2 separate regions of the Capra hircus genome follow, and region 2 is linked to region 1. The links are chromatin contacts, called in public Hi-C maps. All regions are on one chromosome and are shown on one strand. Each heading gives the region's core, a stretch centred on a gene start, on an enhancer-like site or on the middle of the called end of the contact. The rest is flanking DNA. Distances are from core to core; before and after follow the strand shown. Region 1 has its middle 20 kb from the start of TRNAC-GCA. Region 2 overlaps POC1B (POC1 centriolar protein homolog B).

Region 1 (7,722 bases), core at 1,916-4,415:
CAAAGTTGTGAAAAGGATTTAATGGGAACTTTGCATTAAAATGAAGCCCCTGACATGTATGTATATACAGGTAGGTCATGTCAGCATATGACATCAATTTCATATATACTTTGTGTCCTCATACAAACAGAGCCCAAATTTTCAGTCTGTCCTAAGTCACTGATCTTAGCTCCAATCAAATTAATAAATCCAATTTAAGAAAGGGTTAAGGGGAAAACATGTCTCCTTCCTTTATTTATTTATAGACAAATAAATTTGTATAAGATAGATATAATCAACAAGGACCTACTCAGGGGGTTCTACTCAACACTTAATGATAACCTATATGGGAAAAGACTCTGAGAAAGAATAGATATCTGTATATGTGTAACTAAATCATAGATATCTGTATATGTGTAACTAAAATCTGTATATGTGTAACTAAACTAAGTTCCTCCCATCCCACTTTGAAAAACTAAAATGATTTATAAACCGACCATACTCCAATATAAAATAAAAAGTAAAAATGAAATAAAATTGAAAAACAAAAGTTTAGAAGTCCCTTTGTTGCCTTCCTTAGCCCCAAAAGACAATTTCCATGAATGTAAAGACTCCATCTACTAGAGACACAGGAAAAGAAGAACCGTAACCTAAGTGAACTTTGTTAGGAGATACTGTGATCATGTTCAAATCTATTTTGTTTCTATGTATCTCATCAGATGCCTTGACATTGAACAGAGAGCCCCCAGAATGCTGGTCAATTTTATTTTCACGATCATTTAAAAATAGAATAGTACTTGATATAACTCTAGAAGGAAATTTGGATTAGCACAAATACTTCTCACTATAGACATATACAATAATATATAAATAAAAGACATCATTTTTAAAGAAAATGGAAATGGTATGGGAAATGGGATTAGAGACTGTGTTTTTATTGTAGTATAAAGATCTAGTTATGTTGGAATATCTTTCGCATTCCTATCATGAATGATGGTAATAATATATTACTTACAAAAATTCTGAAGAAGAAGAAATATTTCTTTACCAAGAGTTATTCTTCACATAGACTGTCATTTCAACTGAAGAGTGGAGAAAGCATTTTATGAAGAATCATCAGAAAGAGTTCTTTCCTACTCCAAGATTTCTCTCTGGGATAAAAAATTAGAGGAATTAGGAATAGATGTGTTGTTTCCATTCCTTTGTTGTATAAATCATAAAATACAGCTATGCTTTCTCACTAAACATTGGCAATAGCATATCACAATAGACACACTCCTTGTAGCTATGAAGCACTTCTCAAGTCCTTGTATATTTATGATGATATGCATTCTTACATCCTCATGAGTAGATAAGAAAGGCTCAAAAATCTGCATGAACAGTCTGAGTACAATCAAGGACTCCTAGCATAAAGATAGAACCTCTGGTCCTCATGGACTTCTCCATCTAAGCCTCCTAAAAGTTCAACATACTCCACACTGAGTTCAACACCTCCCTCCACCTCTTCCCAGCCTACTCCTCCTCTGGTTTTTCCCTTTTTAGATGGTAGCAACCCCCCTCCTTCCTCCTGGTTGTTAGTCTAGGGTCTGGCATTTTGCCTTCACCATTAGTAAATGAGTACAGCCTAACAATCTGCCCTCTAAATATCCCTTAACTCCAGACAGAACACCACTTCCCAAGTCCCGGCTTGCAGCCTCTGCCACCTGGATGTGAGAAGCCATTTCTCAGCCAACCACTTGCCCTGCTCCCCCTTATTTTTCCCTACTGACACCCAGCTTCTTGAACACCACTCATGAGGCTCCCCTACCCAAATCATCCCTGCCCCGCCCTCCTCAGGATAATGGCCACACTCCCGAGCATGACTTGAAATTCTTGCTCAGATCCTTAACAGAGAACTTATCTTTGTTCAGTGTCCACAAGTGCCCTAAACCCTTGAAGTCTGCCTCATATGCGGCCTGCCCCTCTGCTGCTCTGCCCCTTCACGAATCTGCTATCCTTACCAGCTGAATGAAGTCTCTCCACCCATCTGCCAATAAAATCCTACCTGTCGTTTAACAGTTCTTAGGATGCCCTCCCTTGGGAAGCTTCCTGTCCCCTAAACTTTGCCCCAGAAAGGAGTTCCTATCCTTCCTGTACGGCGTCCCTTGTGTGTGTTGTAACTTTGCCTGTTCGTCTCCCTCATTAGATAATAAGCTCCTTAAGGGCTTTCTGTCCATCCCAGGGTGTGGCATATGGTTAAATATTCTATAATTGCTTTCTGGATGAATGAATAAATCTAGGCTAACATTTTCCGTCGTCAGATGAGATCATTTAGTTGCAGAGAGGTTAAGCAACTTGCTTAAGGCCACCTAGTTAGATTATAGAAGTAGCAATAAAGACTGACAATAAAGACTGTGTTTCCAGATCTCAGCCTAGTAATTACTCTATGCATCCAGCTGCTTTTGTATTGTTACCATTATGTCCTATGGCAAAGCTTCCCTGGGTTTCTCTCTGTATTAGTGGACTTTTACTTTGGGGCTGGGTTTGCCTTTTTAGTGTCAATACCTTGGTTTTCCCTGGGGAAAATCATTCATGTATTCTTGGTGTGTGTGTGTTTAGTCACTTCAGTTGTGTCTGACTCTTTGCGACCCTAGGGACTGTAGCCTGCCAGGCTCCTCTGTCTGTGGGATTCTCCAGGCGAGAGTACTGGAGTGGGTACTCTCCATGCCCTCCTCCAGGGGATCTTCCCAACCCAGGGATTGAACCCGCTCTTCTGTTTCCTGCATTGGCAAGTGGATTCTTTACTACTTGCACTACCCGGCGCCTGTAGTTAAAATGTGCTTTGCAGGCGGCACTAGTGGTAAAGATGTTCTGTGTGGGATTCGGAGGATAGGCATGAAGGCAGCCGTGTCGTTCTGATGTCTGAGCCAGCTGGGGAAGGGGCTGGATACTGCCCATCACACGTGTACTGTGCTGCTGGGTGACTTGCCTTTGTGTGTGTGAGGTGGCAGCCAGGTTCCCATCAACTCCGCCTTCCTTCAGACTTCCCTGCAGTTTTCCTGACTCGTGGACCACAGGAGTCCCATGTGGACGGGAGATGATGAGAGGCTAACGGAGGTTCCCATCCGACCGCATAGGTTACGTGCAGGAGTGCCAGTTTGTTCTCGGTCCTTCCCACTTCACATCTAGCTTCCTTATAGCTAGCTCGGAGATCTTCATGCTCCAGTATATGAGATGAAGACCGCCTTACAGAAACTGGTTAACCAGCCTCTACAATTGCATAGGTCAAATGCTTACAATAGGGCTTCCCTCATGGCTCAGATGGTAAAGAATCCGCCTGCAGTGCAGGAGACCTGGATTCAATTCCTGGGTTGGGAAGATCCCTTAGAGGAGAGCATGGCAACGCTTTCCAGTATTCTTGCCCGGAGAATCCCCATGGACAGCGGAGCCTGTTGGGCTACAGTCCATGGGGTCACAAGGAGTTGGACATGACTGAGTGACTAAGCATAGCACAGTACAATTCCTGTAATAAGCCCTTTAGTGTGATTTTGCACACACACACACACACACACACACACATTTTTGATTGATTGAACTCTTCTCACTTTGGACCCAGACTGATACACAGTACCAGCCCTGGACTTTTCCTAATGTAAATCAGGACATTTTCTTTCATGTTTAAGTGAGTGTGAATTTCATTCCCATCACTTGCCGTTGAAAGGACTAATATGCAGGATTATCATATTGTGACTAAGCAGCTTGATATCCTGAGGGCAGGGTCTGTGCATTACTCATCCTTAATTTGCCAGCATCCAGCAGGCTGACACGTACATAGTAGGCACTTGGCAAACAGTGACAAATAAATGGACAACAAATGGCTACAGAATAAAAATGTTCTCCTGGGGACCCCGAGTTAAAGCCTCACACAACGTGAATCATGTGGAAGAAGAAAAGCAGGATGCGTGGAAACTCCCAGCCTCTGGATAAAGCTGTGAAGATCCTGGGACCGAGGGCAGCTGAGCCCTCCACCTGGCAACTGGGGTCCGGTGGTGGGGAAGGACAACACATGTTAGGCATCTCATGTTCATTACTAGCACAGCAGGTGTCCCAGGGCAGCCAGCGCTCGCACGAAAGTGAGCTTCCTGTCACTCCTGACCAGGATTCGCTACATGTGCAAAGCAGAAGTGGTACAGAAAGCTATTTTTTAACATAGAAAACTTGAAAGTGTATCAGGTTCTGAGAAAAGGAAGCTTCTTAGAAAGATGATTTCATGGTAAGAAACCCCATGAATCATCTAAAGAATTTATACCTGAACTAAAACATAAATGCTAGCCATTCTTGGTTCCTGCCTAGAACACTCTAACAGATCTTAAGGAAGTAAGAGGTTCATGGGAACCACAAAGGCAGACATTTCTGAGCAGAAATGTTCTCAATGGTTTGGCTGATATTCAGTATAAGTGAATCAGGTGATGAATCAGCTTATTTCCAAGTACAAATCTTTGCAGAGGAAACACATGACACGCACATATTGACTCAAAATGGCAGAAGGGTGTGGCAGGCTGATAATGGCCCCCAAAGATACCCAGATCCTAATCCAGGGAACTGGGAATATTACTCTTATGTGGGAAAAGCACCTTTGTAGAGGTGGTTGAAGTAAGGATCTTGAGATATAAAGAGTGTCCTAGATTATCCTGGGCCAAATGCAACCATAAATCCTTATAAGAGGGAGAAATAAAGGGATTTGACTGTGTTGGAGAAGCTGATGTGAAGAAGCAGAGAGAGATTTAAAGATTCCTTGAGGATGGAATAAAGGACCATGGGCCAAGGAATGCAGTAAGGCAGAGGGTGAAAAGGCAAGGAAAGGGACCCTCTCCAAAGCCTCCAAAAAGAGAACCTTGGCTTCACCCTTAGAAGTCCATTTTGTACTTCTGACCCCCAGAACTGCGAGAGAATAACTGTGTGCTTTTTTAAGCCATCAAGCTGGTGGTCAGCCCACTCCAGTGTTCTTGCCTGGAGAATTCCAGTGGGGGGAGCCTGGTGGGCTGCCGTCTATGGGGTCGCACAGAGTCGGACACGACTGAAGCGACTTAGCAGCAGCAAGCGGGTGGTCATTTTACCTCTCCTTAGGTAGTCCCCACTTGGGAATCTTGAGTACAACTCTTTTCCTCCGCTAGGGGGAGCTCAAGCTGTATATCAGTGAGTCATAGCAGACGCAAAAGACCAGTTTGGTTTTCTTGTCTGACTCTTTGAGTGAATTAGGAGAGCGGGCTGTGAAGTCAGACATCCTGGATTCAAATCCTAGCTCTGTTTCTACTTCTAGTTATTGGAAAAGTTATTTGTCTTCTTTATGCTCCCAATTCCCCATTGTAAAATGGGGATGATAATAGTGGGCGGTTAGAAAATTGTGGGAAATCATTGAACAGACACTTCACAACAGAGCGTATCCAAATGGTAAAAAATACAAAAAAAAAACACTGTACCTCATTGCCTCATTGATCATCAGTTCAGCGCACAATGAGATACCACTAACTTACCCACCAGAAGGGCTAAAATAAAGACTAACGAGATCAAGTCTTTACAAAGAAGTGAGACAAACTAGGAGTCTCATACATGGCAACTAAGTGTAATACTATCCTCAGACCAGTCAAGGGGGGCCCACCCTGACCTTGCTCCATCCCATGGCGTGAGGAGCCCAAGAACATGCCCACTCGGAACCTATATCCCCTCCTCCCTGGACAATAGTCTAGACACCCAGGACTCCAGAATTGGGCCTGAATTAGGCCTCTTCCCTAAGCTCATTTTCCAAAGGCAGGCCACACTGCTGTGTGTGCAAATCTTGATCCAAGGAGTGGCCAAAGGGTGGCTGTGATGACATAGCCTATGCATGTTAGGCTGGTTGCAGTGCGGGACAGAACCAAGGGTGGGAAAGAATGTCAGACTTTGTGCTAACGAATGAGAGATGGCTCCCCTCATGCTGAGTATAATGGGCAAAATCACTAGAATCAACGGTTTGGCAGTATATGTGTATATATACACACATGTCTAAACAAATACGTTGATTTCTGTTTCTGGGCATATATATACACATATATACATATATAGTTAGACACATACAAATTTTTAGACAGAACTAGTACCACTATTCATTATAAACAACCACATTTTCTTCACTGTTGAAGTGTGTAAATAAACTGCAGTCTAATCATGCAATGGAGTAATGACACCAATGAAAATGAATAAACTACTGCTACAACCAGCAATGTGGACAAAGCTCAAAAATATAACATTGTACCAAAAGAGACCAGATACAAAAGAGTATGTGCCCTGTCATTCCACTTATATAAAGTTCAAAACCAGGCAGCACTAATCTGTACTGACAAGTCAGGCAGTGACAGCTTCGGGGAGGAGGAGGATAGTGACTGGGGATGGGGCGTGTCTCTGGGGTGCTACCAACGCTCTGTGTCCGGATCTGAGTTTCAGTTGCATAAGCATGTCCCATGTATGAAAGTTCATGGAAATGTGCACCTAGGATTTATGTGTGTCATGTATATGTATATTTTTTTCAATAAAAGTGTATTTTAAAAAGAAAAATGGTGTCTTATCTCATAGGCTTGTTATGGGCATTAAACGATTCAATAGACCCAAGTTACTGAGACAGAGTATGTCACACAGCGAGTGCGTATTATACCTAAGATGTCAAGTGCTCTCTCTTTTTTTTTTCTTTATTAGAGTTTAGCTGCTTTACAATGCTGTTGTTAGTTTCTGCTGTACAGCAAAGTGGATCAGCTATATGTACACATATATCCCCTCCGTCACACAAAGCATTGAGTAGAGTTCCCTGCACTATAAAGTAGTAGGTTGCCATTAGTTATCTGTGTTATACATTGTATTGTAGGTGTATATGTCGATCCCAATCTCCCAATTCATCCCAGCCCCTCCTTCCCACCTTGGTCTCTATAGGTTTGTGGTCTACATTTGTGTCTATTTCTGCTTTGCAAATAGGTTCATCCATACCATTTTTCTAGATTCCACCTATGTGTGTTAATATATGATGTTTGTTTTTCTCTTTCTGACACACTTCACTCTATATGATCATCTCAAAGTTCATCCATGTCTCTGCAAATGGTACAATTTCGTTCATGTTTTTGGGCTAAGTACTATACATATATTAATATCTATTTCATATATATATATATGTATAAGCACTCTTTCTAAAACCAACCCTGATTCTGAATCTCAGGTCTAAGATCTGAAGCACCTGCTAATGATCTTCGCAGAGCCTAGTGACTCATCAGATAACTAGCAGCGGCAGTTAATGAACCCATCTAGTTGTCAGCTCCCAGACTTGGTGCTGGACATGAGATATGTCAGCACAATTCAGTATCAATAGGAAGGGAGCTCAAGGTCCCCAACCCCAGCTTAATGCAAGAGTCACTTGTCCCAGAACATCTATCCAGCATCTCCATGAGAAGCATTTGCACACTCTCTATATGTTGCATTGTGTGTTCTTTCACAATAATTGTTTCCTTCTATACGTGTCTCCCCAAGGTACCATAGGCTACGTGAGAGCAGAGACTGCCTCTTTTCTTTCTTCCTTCCCAGTGCTTAGCACTGTGTCTGGCACGTGAATGATTCTCAATAACTCTGAATCAAAAACAGAATTCCTGACCCATAGCAGACATGCAATACATGTTAATTCCATACCTCCCATCTTTTTCTCTTCTCTTTTATTAAAGTCTTTCTGTCTTTCTGAAGTTTTTTCTT
Region 2 (7,722 bases), core at 3,364-5,863, 450 kb after region 1:
TGTCCATGGTATTCTCCAGGCAAGAATACTGGAGTGGGTAGCCATTGTCTTCTCTGGGGCATCTTCCTGATCCAGGGATCAAACCCAGGTCTGCAACACAGGCAGATTCTTTACCCATCTGAGCCACCAGGGAAGCCCTGGCATTCCTGAGTTATAATGTAGACACCTGACTTTGATGCTTCTGCAACACCATCCAGGGACAGCCAGCCTGCTATCACTTGCTAGCTGGCATTTATGCGCACCTCCATAGCATACTATCGAGAACACCAGGATTCCTCAGGTCATGAGGCTTTGCAAAGTTTGAAGGGTACAGGCAAGGAGAGTGAGTCTCAAAGTTCAGACCAAAGACTTTTGATGATCTCTTGTATCTTCTGCTGCTGCTACTGCTGCTAAGTCGCTTCAGTCATGTCCGACTCTGTGTGACCCCAGCGACGGCAGCCCACCAGGCTCCCCCGTCCCTGGGATTTTCCAGGCAAGAGTACTGGAGTGGGTTGTCATTGCCTTCTCCACTTGTATCTTCTAGGACAGAAATATCCAATTTTAGTCTACCAACTACCTCACAAGAAGGCAGCACATCTCAAAAGCCACCTATCTTTTGCTCTTCTTACTACTGGGGCAAAAACTCAACTCATCAGAATTTATAAATTTCAACAGCAGGCCTTTTGAGTAATTCATTGAACATAAATGTATTGAGTACCTACCATAAGCTAAGCACTGTGGCAAGAATTTGATGTCTAGTTAATTTTTAATCTCATAAATAACTTAATGCAGGAATGCTCACAGGTTTATTTTATAAACATAAACATTGTAAGAGATAAGACCACAAACCTGATTGAGGTCCTAAGTGCACGTGTGCTAAGTCACTTCAGTCGTGTCCCACTCTTTGTGACCCTATAGATCCTATAGAGCCCATTCAAGCTCCTCTGTCCATGGAATTCTCCAGGCAAGAGTACTGGAGTGGGCTGTCATTTCCTCCTCCGGGGGATCTTCCCAACCCAGGGACTGAACCCACATCTCTTATGTGTCCTGCACTGACAGGTGGGTTCTTTACCACTAGCACTACCAGGAAACTTACCAACAATTCTTGGGATTCTCTTTGACAACCAGCCCCTAGGTTGACCCTCCAGCTGATTTCCTGTCTCTGGAACTTCTTATGACTGATCTGGCAGTCTTTCTGCATGGAATTCACCCTTAAAAGACCCTTTAATAAGCAGACTTCTTTCTGACACAGGATAGACTCAGGATAGACTAGTTCTCTGCAGAATTCCTCTACAATAAATACAATTCTTGAGATCTACTGGAAAGTTTATAATGTTGTAATGTCAAGGGTTTTTCTTGCTTTTTTTTTTTTTTTTGGCCACATATGAATAATATACCCCAAATATTTAACTATACTGATACTATTTCAGTAGTGTTGCCAAAGACCATGGCATTCCTCCCATTTGTTTTTAGGACTAGTTTTGCTCTAATAGAATTGATGGCAGAAATGATCTGCCTTGCAAAGATTAAGCACACTCAAATTGAAAGGCTAAAACTCTCAATTTTTTAAGACTTCAGATACACTGATAAATTGTATGTATGCAAATACACCTTAATTTTTGGATTATCCATCAAGAGAGATGAACAAAGGAAAAGGACTACTTTTCTTACAGCTTCTAAGGAGAAGAGAAGTAAGTTTAGCACCTCTGAAAGGCAATTAGCAAAAAAGGAAATCTGTTCTCTAACAGCATGTGAAATGTCACATGGACTACCTTAACAGGAGAGGAGACAGCATGGATTCTCCTGCCCTCAGGGTCGTCAAACTACTTTTCTGGAAACTGGTACTGCTCCCCCTGGTGGCAATTTAGACACATTATAAGTTGACTTTTCATATAAGGTTTTTTTCTAAACTGTTAGGCTACTTAGTCAATTTTATAATCTTTTCTCCCACATACTTTTTAAGGAAAATGGATTATGCCAAACAATTAAATACCACTTAAATGCCAAAGGAAACTTACTGTGGTAGAATCAAAAGAAAGGATGTCCACAACAGGGGGAGTGGAGGTCTGCAAATCGATTACATCAAGCTTTGGATTAATCTGCATATGTACATTAAAAAGGCTAATATTAGATTTTTATACCATAAGAAATTGGATGCCATTTGTAACAATCTAGAGGGTATTTCCTAATATATTCTAAAATATATTTGTATATTAGCATGGATAGAAAATTTTAAAATATTAGCCTATCAAATCTATCAGTATATAAGAAAAGATCATTGTGACCAAGTTGAATTTATCCCAGGAATAAAAAGTTGCTTTTACATTTGAAAATCAATGGGATTCACCTAGGAAGGGCTATTAAAAATAAAATAAATGACCCACCTTAAAAGATGCAGAAAAAAATCCTAGCCAGTTCAGTAAGACAAGAAAAGGAAATAAAAGCATTAAGATGTAGGAATTGGAACAGAAGAAATAAAATTCGTTATTCATATATAATTATCTACAAAGAAATCACGAAAGAATCTACCACTAAATCATTAAAACTAACAAGAGTTTACTAGATCCAAAATTGATATATAAAATCAATGACATGTCTGCACTTTAGTACACAGAAAATGCAAATTTTTAAAAATCATAATTTATAACACTATAAAAATTTAAAAATACATCAGAGAAAAACCAAGATGCATAAGACCTTTATGGAAAAATAAAACTCATGTAAAGATATTAGAGAAGTTCATTGAAAGTTATACCATAAACAGCTCAGAAGCAAAGCCCTGTATAAATGGAAAACAAATACAAAATAAAAATGGTGCCACAAATCGGTAGAGGAAGGATGACTTGTACCTGAGAAGCAGGCTCACTAAATAGATCCCTAACACTACATAAAAGATGGACAGCAGATAATTTATAAACCTAAATGGTATGTTAAAACTACAAAGTTAATAGGAGTAAATGTGTAAAAATATCTTTCTGACGTGGGGTAGAGAAGGATATCTTAAACTAAAGCAGCAAAACTAAAGCCATAAGGCTGAAAAAATAAAAAACGGGTCCATCTTGTTCACACCAATATTAAGCATTTCTGTTTCACAGTGGATACCATAAGGTTATCAATCAGATAATGAACAGGAGGAGATGTTATGTTTGGAACTGGAAAAGGACAACTATCTAAAATATATAGGGGAAAAAAAAGGAGAAAAAAGAAAATATATAGGAAAAACCTACAAATCAATGTGAAAAGAACAGAAGTCCTAAGAAAACATCACAGGAAGCCTAACAGTTATCTAGACTATGAGGAGATTTTCAGAAACATTAGTAGTAATTAGAAAAGGAAAGAGTAAAGCAAAATCCCACTTAATACCTATCAGATTACAAAAGCTAGAAAGCTCAGTGATGTGCTGACCCTGTTTATAGAACATTTTTTGTAATGGCAAAAACAAGAACCACAATCTTGGAGAAACTAACACTACATTGTAAATCAACTGTCAATACAATAAATAAATTCAAGAAACAAACCACAATCAGAAATCCCCAAATGTTTATCAACAGTAGAACAGATACATAATCATGGGAATTACTGTCTTAAATTCATTGGAATCCTACACAGCAGTGAAAATGAATGAAATACAACTATGCATGACAGCATGTGAAAGCATGAATTCAGAATCCATACAAACAAATCTCAGGATTTTAATGTGAAATAAAAAAGCAGGTTATATAAAAATATACATAGTATGATTCCATTATATAAAGTTTAGAACTATCCAAAATGAAATAATATCTAATTATTGATTCAAACATATATAGTAAAAGTTAAAAGAAAAGCAAGGGAATAATAGAGTGGTGACTACTTTGGAGGAAGATAATTTCAGAATTTGGAAAAAAAAAAGGAAAGAAACCACAAGGTCACTAATTATTTACACTAAACTATGAATATAAAGAAGTAAACAAAGGGCAACAAAGATAGCAGAAGTGAAGTGAAGTGAAAGTCACTCAGTCATGTCTGACTCTTTGCAACCCCATGGACTACACAGTCCATGGAATTCTCCAGGCCAGATTCTTTACCAGCTGAGCTACAAGGGAAGCCCCCTAAAGACAGCAGAACTTGGTATCAAAAGCTACCAACAGTGAGTGTACTGGCGAACCTCAGGAAGGGACTGTTGACTGAGAAAGGCTTCCCATGGGGCAGAGAGAGCTTAAGATGACTTCTTTAGAGAAGTTACGAAAACAAAAGCAGAGAGAGAGGGCCGGAGATGCGGTTATGAGCCTCCCCGAGCATAGAGGCAGAATGCTGACACAAACTGTTGCACAAGGTGGCCACCAGAGAGGGTGGCAAGGGTCAGACTGTGTGGGGTGAAGGCTTCTGGGGAGGCACAGAAGAACTGGAGGCTAAAATGCACGTTAGAAAGATTATGGTGGCGGGAACACGTACAGTATCCAGAATAAAGTAGGGATATAACAGTGAGAACACTGCAGCAGTCAGGGCTGTGGGAATAGGGGCTGAACCTGTGGTTAAGAGGACTGGAATGATTTCAAAAGCAGTATCATGTCTGATCAGTACAGCTGAAGCTTTGGAAACACTGTGAAGTGTTTACATTTATCCAGCCACTTGTGTTACAGGCAGAGGGGTACACACCCAACAATCCCTATACTGCAATAAAGAAAGAATCAGAACCATACAAGACCATCTATTTGCCTAGGTTTTTTCTGGCCATTGCACAGAGCAGAACGCACAGCCTCCTTCCCGTCAGCTCTGGGTCCAGAGTTGAGGCAAAGATAAGAAACCTGAGGCCGACCTGCTTTCCTTTCAACGGTGAGCTAGCTGTCCAGGAAGTGCTCGCAGACACCTTATTTTCTTTTATCTACTGCCACCTAGTGTAGATGTGAAATTGTTTACCAATGAAAAATTCAGTCTGCTTTTGCCATCTGAAACAAGAACTTCTCCAAAAGATGAAATCATATGGAAACGATCAGCGTCTCTCATAGAGAAATCCTTGAGCTTCTACGAGCTGGGAAATTCTTGCTATAACAATATTTTACTGTATCGTGCTACAAGTTGCTGCCACATTCATTAAGTGAAGCAGGAAAGTCTCACTAAGTAAAAGTTTACAGTCTTCTCCACAAAGAAAATATGCTGAGACAGTGACACTTACAGTTAAGTTCTTTGCAAGCTAATCTCCGTGAATATTAACAGCACCTTCTAGCTCTCCATTTTTATTAAAGGAAATAACGCTTCAATAACTAGAGTTGCCTTGAAATGGGAATCAGCTGCCTCATGAGAGGCTGTTTTCCATCATCGAACAAGGGATTCATGCATGATGGAGGATTAATACAGGTGCCCTCACAGATTCCATCCCATGCCGAGGTTCTGGACAGTGAGGCGTTCATGAGCTAAAAAATTCTGAAGAGCAAGAAACATGTCCATCCTGTCCACTGTTGCATAATCTAAAGCTACTATGATGTCCAGTATTTGTTAACAGGATGAAATTAAATCTCGATTCTATTGAAGCACTGTATGAAAATAGTTAAAGGTACAGAATGGAACCAGAGTGACTGGTTGCAATTCTCATGTTGCTGCTTGCTAGCTCTAAGGTTTAACTTACATGGACCTCAATTTCTCATGGAATACAAATGGTGCTTCCTTTATAGTTTTTAGGAAGACTGAATGACAGTTTATGTAAGGCAATTAGAATAATGTTGCATGTGTTAGATATTATTATTGATAATCTCTAAAGAACATTTTCAGAGGTACAAAACAATACATATACCACAGCTAGAACTGAAATACAAAATTGGTAGAGGAGGTCAGTTTTATTAACCATTAATTAATGACACAATGTTTCAACCTTAATAGAAGGTTGAAATAAAAACTCAATCTCAGACTCCAAGTCGTAAATTGATCACTTGTAGTTTTCAACTATGAATCGTGGCCAGACTACCACACAATATCTTTATATAAATATTTGGTTAAAGTTAAAGGAAGTTTTCCTTACTGCTCAATATCATATAGAATTTGCTATGCAATGTGGTGATTAAGGTAACTTCAAATGGCCATTATGAAATCAGAAACCAAAAAAACAATTATTGACGAAATCTTTTTAATTAACTTCAAGGCTATGGTTTTTCCGGTGGTCATGTATAGATGTGAGAGTTGGACTGTGAAGAAGGCTGAGCACCGAAGAATTGATGCTTTTGAACTGTGGTGTTGGAGAAGACTCTTGAGAGTCCCTTGGACTGCAAGGAGCTCCAACCAGTCCATTCTGAAGATCAGCCCTGGGATTTCTTTGGAAGGAATGATGCTAAAGCTGAAACTCCAGGACTTTGGCCACCTCATGCGAAGAGTTGATTCATTGGAAAAGACTCTGATGCTGGGAGGGATTGGAGGCAGAAGGAGAAGGGGACGACCGAGGATGAGATGGCTGAATGGCATCATGGACTCGATGGACGTGAGTCTAAGTGAACTCCGGGAGATGGTGATAAACAGGGAGGCCTGGCGTGCTGCGATTCATGGGGTCGCAAAGAGTCAGACACGACTGAGCGACTGAACTGAACTGAACCCCTTCTTATTGGACATCGATTCGAGCAAACTCTGGGAGATAGTAGAGAACAGAAGAGCCTGTCGTGCTACAGTCCATAGGTAGGGCTGCAAAGAGTTGGATGTGACTTAGAGAGTGAACACCACCACTGCCAACCCTTCTTATAATAATATCCCGCAACGCTCCTAGAATAGCTGTTTTGAAGCCTGTCTCCAAGATCTACCACCATCTTCTAGAATGGCTCTATGTCTTCCCATCAAAATGTGCAAAAAGGTGGGGAAGAAAAGTGTCAGGCACACACTTTAAAGTTAGTTCCTCCTTCGAGAAGGAAAGTTTGGTTTTGTCTGGGGGTTTGGACTATGTAGCCCAGCTCGTGACAGTCTGAAAAAGACGAAGTCAGCGTGAATTAGTGATGTGCCATTGCACAATGTGGACAGGGTTAAAATACCTTGTATTAGAAAAGAAAGAAGTTGTCTTATGTTTTAATTAAGACAGTGTGCCCAGGCCAGGAGTATTAACAATGGCTTTGCAGGTAGATAAGCAGAAAGGACAGAGGAGGGGTCTGACACAGTGAAGAGGAAGATTTTATGCTTTCTGCCTTCTTTCATGTGACCGACATCTCTCATTTATTCTAAAAGCAATCTGCCCATCACCCTCTCTAACCGTGTTGCTGCTAAGTCGCTTCAGTCGTGTCCGACTCTGTGTGACCCCATAGATGGCAGCCCACCAGGCTCCCCCATCCCTGGGATTCTCCAGGCAAGAACACTGGAGTGGGCTGCCATTTCCTTCTCCAAGGTGTGAAAGTAAAGTCGCTCAGTCATGTCTGACTCTTCGCGACTCTATGGACTGCAGCCCACCAGGCTCTTCCGCCCATGGGATTTTCCAGGCAAGAGTACTGGAGTGGGGTGCCATTGCCTTCTCTGCTCTAACTGTGTAGGAATTAGTAATTTTTATGTGTAGTCAGCTGGTACCCAAGGTCTAAGACTCCATAAGATTCCAAACCTTCAAACAAGTGGTGCCTTTAAAAAGACTGGCAAATGGATGACTTTTGTAAAATATCAAATAATTTCACTCAGAAGATTGAGATTATGTGATTCAAATCAGCCTAATAGAAAACACAAAAAATACAAATCACAGGAATACAGTGTTGCTTCAAACTCAGAAATGAAACCCTTCTGGTTACTAAAAAAAAAAGAGGAAGCTGG

Evidence for each region. Hi-C and Micro-C count contacts between places; a contact is called where the count stands out from the background.
Region 2: a Hi-C map of blood shows a contact between it and region 1, with 4 times the contacts expected there. The contact joins two enhancer-like sites. A contact is called at or near these places in 2 of 5 Hi-C or Micro-C datasets (both in blood).

Annotation. Positions count from the first base shown.
Region 1 is chr5:18,646,411-18,654,132 of ARS1.2, forward strand. No RefSeq gene overlaps it. Among named protein-coding and RNA genes, the nearest start is that of TRNAC-GCA, 20 kb to the right of the region's middle. Within about 2 kb of position 3,166, at least 1 of the 5 cell types and tissues checked has an H3K27ac peak or open chromatin away from gene starts, as enhancers often do.
Region 2 is chr5:19,099,673-19,107,394 of ARS1.2, forward strand. It overlaps POC1B (POC1 centriolar protein homolog B), which reads right to left. Exons shown (of 12, transcript XM_018047611.1): 10 at 1,998-2,078. Among named protein-coding and RNA genes, the nearest start is that of POC1B, 69 kb to the right of the region's middle. Within about 2 kb of position 4,614, at least 1 of the 5 cell types and tissues checked has an H3K27ac peak or open chromatin away from gene starts, as enhancers often do.